Regions from separate parts of the Hordeum vulgare genome. Here region 1 is linked to region 2. A link is a contact called in public Hi-C data. All regions are on one chromosome and are shown on one strand. The core of a region is the stretch at or near the end of the contact, and the rest is flanking DNA. Distances in the headings are between cores, read along the strand shown.

The links. A called contact is a pair of places that touch in the nucleus more often than the background predicts.
Region 1: a contact with region 2 is called in a Hi-C map of leaf, with 6 times the contacts expected there. The contact joins the promoter of LOC123424875 here to the promoter of LOC123424871 in region 2. A contact is called at or near these places in 2 of 6 Hi-C or Micro-C datasets (both in leaf).

The regions. Positions count from the first base shown.
Region 1 is chr2H:54,566,825-54,570,052 of MorexV3_pseudomolecules_assembly, reverse strand. It overlaps LOC123424875 (ubiquitin carboxyl-terminal hydrolase 24), which reads left to right and starts at 1,697. Exons shown (of 7, transcript XM_045108567.1): 1 at 1,697-2,085; 2 at 2,608-3,228. The coding sequence starts at 2,068.
Region 2 is chr2H:54,281,885-54,284,883 of MorexV3_pseudomolecules_assembly, reverse strand. It overlaps LOC123424871 (E3 ubiquitin-protein ligase AIRP2-like), which reads right to left and starts at 1,590. Exons shown (of 5, transcript XM_045108563.1): 1 at 1,200-1,590. The coding sequence starts at 1,264.

The DNA of each region.
Region 1 (3,228 bases), core at 448-2,947, 290 kb before region 2:
GTCCACGAGGCCGGAGACCAATATGGTGAGAGACCCCTTGGCTTGGACGCCGTTAGTCATTTTTCCATTATCTTGTTGTGACCATGATTGTTGTACGTGCATCAGCCTCTTCCTCTCTCTCTCTTTCTCTCTCTGTGTGTACTCTTCATCTTGTATTCAAGTGATATCTCTTATTATCAAGCTATATCTTCGGTTACTTCCATGCACTACAATGCACTCCCATGGTATGTGTCATATTACTGATGTTACCACAATACGAAATGACACATGCATGTGCATTCCAAAATAAAATTTCAAATAATGCATGCAAACATGAAGAACAAAAAAAACTTTTATGTTATACTCAATGGTGATCTCATCAATCAACAATGGGGGGGGGGGCGTTGGAATGTGCATCTCTTGGATACCCCCTATTTGGGATTTTTGATGATTTATGACATAACCATTGAGAGGATTAATATCTATATCGAGTTAATCGTGTACATAGTCCTTGACTTTAAGGGGAACATCGTTGGTGACCCCTCCTATAAGTTTTCAAGTTACTGCCCACAACAAGCTTCCGGAATGTACTTTACAAGTTTTGATGAATCCAAGATTCATATCGAGTGTGGGATAAGCATATTATGAAGAGGAGCACATACAAAGGTAATTTGGTATAAAATTTCATGAAAGATCGTAAGCTCAAAGTCCTAAAAATTCCACTTTAGGGCTTAGGATCTTTCCTTCCCATGCTACCGAGCACTCAGGGTTAGTGTCTTCATACGATTCAAACCAAGTTTCTTATATCACCAGAAATGTTGTGCCTTTTTTATTATTCTGGTGCTACCAAGCTTATCAATTTGAGACATTTCTCTATGTTGTGTTATCCCGTGCAAAACATTTAGTAGCCCTCCTCAATTTTCTTCTTTATATAGTCATTGTATATATCCTATTACCAGTTACCACCGCAATTTCCTGTCTGGTACTTCCGAGTTGTGACAGAAGCCTTTTATGTGCATTCCCATTAAAAAGTTTATCTATCTAATACGATGCTTCTAAGCAATTGGATTTATGGGATGAAGAATAACTACATCAGCTAAAGCTAAAATATGTAGTCTAACCCTTTTAAAAGAAACCAACAGTATGTGTGTTGTTCATTTAGGGAGTAAAAACACACTACTAAGGTTTAGATAAATTAATAGCATAACATAGGCAGCATAACCGCCATCTAAAACACTCGTAAACAAACTTTAAAGGAGTCCGAGTATTTCTCTCACAGATTCATAATAATAAACTATTATAAATAAAATATGTTAGCACAGATGGATATTCATTTTAGCACTCTTCCTCTTGTTATATACTCAACGCGAGACCAAAACCACAAACTAAGTTCATTTCCATAACGCAGTTACATACTTCACGCACTTTTTTCGCCTTGTTAAAACAGAAACCCCAAATCAAATGCCAATATATATGGTGACAATGTGGTATTGAATATTACTTTTTTTTGAGCGGATTAGTATGTACCGAGGGCCCTTTGTATATTAATATAAAATGATTTGTTTTGAGAATTTTGATGACGAAAATAGCAGAAATGAATTTTTTGCATTCAGAAAAATGATGGCACGGCATCGCAGGGCGCAGGCACCCAATGAAACCGCGCGGCGCTGCGGAACGAGGCCATAAAACCCCAGCGGCACGGCCCACCACGGGGTCGCCGCCCACATAGGCAACAACAGCCAGCCCTCCCCCACACGCCCCCTTCCTTCCCAACCCCCCTCTCTCTCCCCACGCCTAAACCACACCGAATCCAAACCCTACGCCCTCGCCTCCGCCGCCGACCTCGCCCTCGCCCCCCGCCCACCGATCGCCCGCTCCCTCCCCGCCCGCGCCGCCGCGCCGCGCCGTTCCTGTGGCCGGCAGGGCAGCGCGGCCGCCGGCATCTAGGCGCCACCACCCCCGCGGCCGGCCGCCCCCTTTGATGTCTCCCGCCCGCCGCCTCGGCTCCCTCTGCTCCCAGGCGGGTCCCCGCGCGGTCAGCTCCACCCCCACATCCGCCCAGTGCACGGCATCCACACCGCAGCGGAGATGAGCGGCGCCGACAAGGTATATACATCCCATACATGCGTCCATCCATCCGCTCGCCCCGGGCGTTCGTGCGCATTCGCATTGATTAATCGCGCGATTTAATTGGTCCTCGATGCTGCCGCCGTGCCCTGGCGCGGCATTAAATACGGCGGGGACGGTTTCTGGTTGGGTGGCCTGAGCGAATTGATGCGGCTTTGCCGTTTTGGAGCACTGGCTAGCCTTGCTGATGTGATGCTACCGTGCGTGTGAAGCATGCTTGCGGCACTAGATGCCGTAGCACTGATGATGTGGGCTTATTTGGTGGTTACGTAGATGATCAGTGCTTAAAAGTGTATGATCAGATGGGATCCAGAGTTGAGTTTCCTTAGACCAGACAGCCGCGTGAAAGTCGTATAGAAGAGGTTACTGGTACAGTTTTTCTAGCAATGTTAACACTGATATCTTGCTACAGTGCTTGTTTGGATGTAAAGCAGGCTGCTTTAGTGCTCAAAGTTTTTCAGGTAGTCATTTGTTCTCATCATAGTTTCTTCTGTAATGCAGGTCGTGTTGTTTGGGTCCTTCACGGAGGATGAGACAAAGTTGTTCCAGGGGCAGCCTGCTAAAAGTGAGGAGAAATCATGGGAACTACCTGAGATCCAGTTTGGGTCACTGAATTTTTCTGTGCTAAGTTTAGAGAAAGTGTCGAATGCCATCACTGAAGGCTGTGCCCATTCTCCAAAACCAACTTATGGCCATACAAAGGATCTCGCTGGCAGTGATCAGAAGGAAACTGTAACATCTAGCTTACCAAATGGTGGACCAGTGCTGTTCAATGGATTTCCTGCCGACGTTTCTCCTACTAATGGTATTCTCAAGAATGTGAAGTCTGAAGCTTCGGTTCCTTCAGCTGGGCTGGCCAGCAATTTAAAGGAGACCAAAGCAACGGTTCCTTCAGCTGGCCCTGTGAGCAATGTAAAGAAGAATGAAACTCCAGTTCCTTCAGCTCATCCTGTCAACGATGTAAAGAAGAATGAAGCTAGGCCGATCAACAATGTAAAGAAGGAATGTACGGCCCCTTCAGCTGGGCCTGTCAACAATGTGAAGAAGGCTGAAGCCACCGCTCCTTCAGCTGGGCCTGTCAACAATGTGAAGAAGGCTGAAGCCACCGCTCCTTCAGCTGGG
Region 2 (2,999 bases), core at 341-2,840:
ATTAAGGAAGCAAACGTGTTGTTAATGGCCAGCAATGACATAAAGCCATAGAATATTCCTGTGGTTAACCGTGTTAACACATGTGTGTGTACCAGGAAGGCTATAAAAAAAATGGCGCTGCTCCTGTCGGTTTCCTCAAATAAACTTCCTGGCATGCTGCTCTCCATAGTCCATATAGCAAAATAATAATTGTTCAAGACTTACATTCTAAAATCATTTCAGTGCCATCATATGAGGTGTCAAAACATGGTTGAAGTTAGAAGAGAACTGGCTAAGGATATGATTCCATACCTGGGCTGTAACTACAATTAGCAGTCCCTACACTCAATATTCAGAAAATCATTGGAGGTCAATCTTTTTAAGATTACAACTAAATTCTGAAAACTACGCGTTGTATACAGGTGCCTGAGTAAGGCAATAGTAGCCTCTTTAACCAGTTGGAGGTCCAGAGGAATCGAAAGCATTCTTCCTGACCAGGTTTTAAAGCTTGAGGGAACCTATAATAGTGAATTCATCCAGAGCAACTGATGCCCATGTGGATAGTAAACAAAGCATGATGCGTAGCTAGTTGGCAAAATGATATTGTGGACAACTTCCATGAAAAAAAATCCATGCGATAATGATGAAGAAGCCACCACCACATTGTCACTCGAGAAGAATTGCATCGTACACCAACAAGAGATATTTCATGACGAGAGCTCAGAAAGTGCTGTTCCTGTATTCTACAAGTGCTTCAAGGCCAATGATGACGGCTTCGGTCAGAAGGCAGTACATTGGTCAGACACGTGTCAATGAAAGAAGCTGCGCTGCCAGTCCTTGATAGCTCACCGCAATCTAAGTATAGTTAACTTTTTATATGCCATCAACCAAAACTGGAGCAGCAAATCTGGAGTGTCAATCCTCAATACGGGAAGCATACACTGATTAGCAGAAAAATTAAGCAACCAAGGTGTGTACGGCAGACGATATAATCTGTAAACAAGACGGAGACCGCAACGGATTAATCGCTGCGTGCCATCACATTTGCGCGGGCATGGCAGCAGCACGAGCAGAACAGGCCACCCCACTCCGGACCTGGATCGACAAGAGAGGCTTCTGGTACCAGCGCAACACCCCCACCCAGCTCAAATCAGAGGTCAATCAAACAACAGCAGCAAGCTGCACACGGGGAGCAGGAGGGAGGGAAGCGATGAGCTCACATCGAGTTGGCGTGCTGGATGTCGGCCTCGAGCAGCTTGAGCGAGTCCCTGAACGACCTGCCCATGGGTAGGAGGAGGAGCGGCACCAGTGCTACTACTCCAGCGCGGCGCCGCCGCGACCATCCAAAAAATCCCCAACCCCTCCGGCGCCAAGCCACCAACCGCTATCCCCTTCCGCTCCGCGCCACCAATCCGGCACCCAAACCCTAGTAGCCGCTCGATCCGCTGGGTCGCTCCCCCGAGGTCTCGGTCCAGCTCCGGCGGCGGGTGAGCTCGGCGAGCGGCGGTGGGGAGTGCGGCGGGGAGGCCGGGCGGGTTTAAAGCTCACGCGGTCGCGCCCCCCGTCGCTTTCGGCGCCCCCGGGTGCCTTGCGTGCACGGGAGGGAGGCGGGGTGCGGCGACGGTGGTGGCACGCTGACGGGTGGGGGCAAGGGCCGGGCCGGCCTGGCCTGTCAGGGGGCGTGGGTACGTGGGGGCGGGGACGGCCGGGGACGCGGGCTCGGCCAGGAGGGTTGACACGTACGTACGTCTCTGGAAGGTGCGGGTGCCCCGGCTGAAGTTGCACAGCCCGTGACACAGCGGGGGCACACGTACAGCGGCACCGAGCCGTCAGTGTTTTTGGTCGACTGGTTGTGTTTCGTTTGGTGCCGGTGAAGAAGAGACGGGTCAGAGATTTATATTAAGGCCTTGTTCGGTTAATCCCTATAAAAAGGGGATTGAGAAGGATTGGAAGGGATTTAGTTGGAATTTGATTTAGTTGGGATTGAGAAGGATTGGAAGGTGTGGGTAACACTACAAATACTACTAGTAGCTAGCCATCCGCCTACTCAATGCAACTTGCTGTCACAACAAATCGTGGTAGGATAAAAAAAGCTCTTCCGTCTTGTTCGGTTGTAACCGAGGACCGAACCGAATTTCCGGTTCTAAAATAATTCGGTTTCTTAAATGTGAAGGAACCGGTCGGTCTGTGTTTTCTAAAAAACCAAAATTCTTATTAACCTGTAGAACCGAACCGATCGGTTCGGTTAGACCGAATGCCCAGTCCTACTTACGAGTGTTTAATTAACCTGTCAGATGGGGTGTGAGTGACGAGCCACGCTGCGTGCTTGTGCTTAAACATCGCGGCAGATTGTGGTATTTGTTGGGACCTGGAGCTTGTGAGCTCGAGCTCACAATGAGTAAGAGAAAAAAAAAATCAACGAACCCATACATTTCAGAAAAAATGGTAAAAAGATTTTTAAAAAATGTTGGGTTGGCATGGATGGACACTATGATCTGTCTATGGTATTTAGAAAGATGCTCTAAAGGTATCTTCGAGGGTGTCTGTTGGGTTAGCATGGATCGAGACTAAGATTTATCACTTCGTATGACGAAAAGGTATCTCTAGGCTCACTCGGTAATACAATATCACAAGAAGCTTGCAAGCAATGTGACTAAGGAGTTAGTCACATGATCTTGTATTACAAAACAAGTAAAGAGACTTGCGAGTAACGAGATTGAACTAGGTATAGAGATATCGACAATCGAATCTCGGGCAAGTAACATACCGATGGACAAAGGAGATTGCATATGGGATTGTCTGAATCCTTGACATCGTGGTTCGACATAAAGATCTTCGTATAATACGTAGGAAACAATATGGACATCCAGGTCCCGCTATTGGTTATTGACCGAAGAGGCGCGTCAGTCATATCTACATCATTCTCGAACCCGTAGGGTCCGCACGCTTAACGTTCGGTGATGAGATAATATTCTTGAGTTATGTATGTTGATAACCGAAGTTTGTTTAGAGTCCCGGAT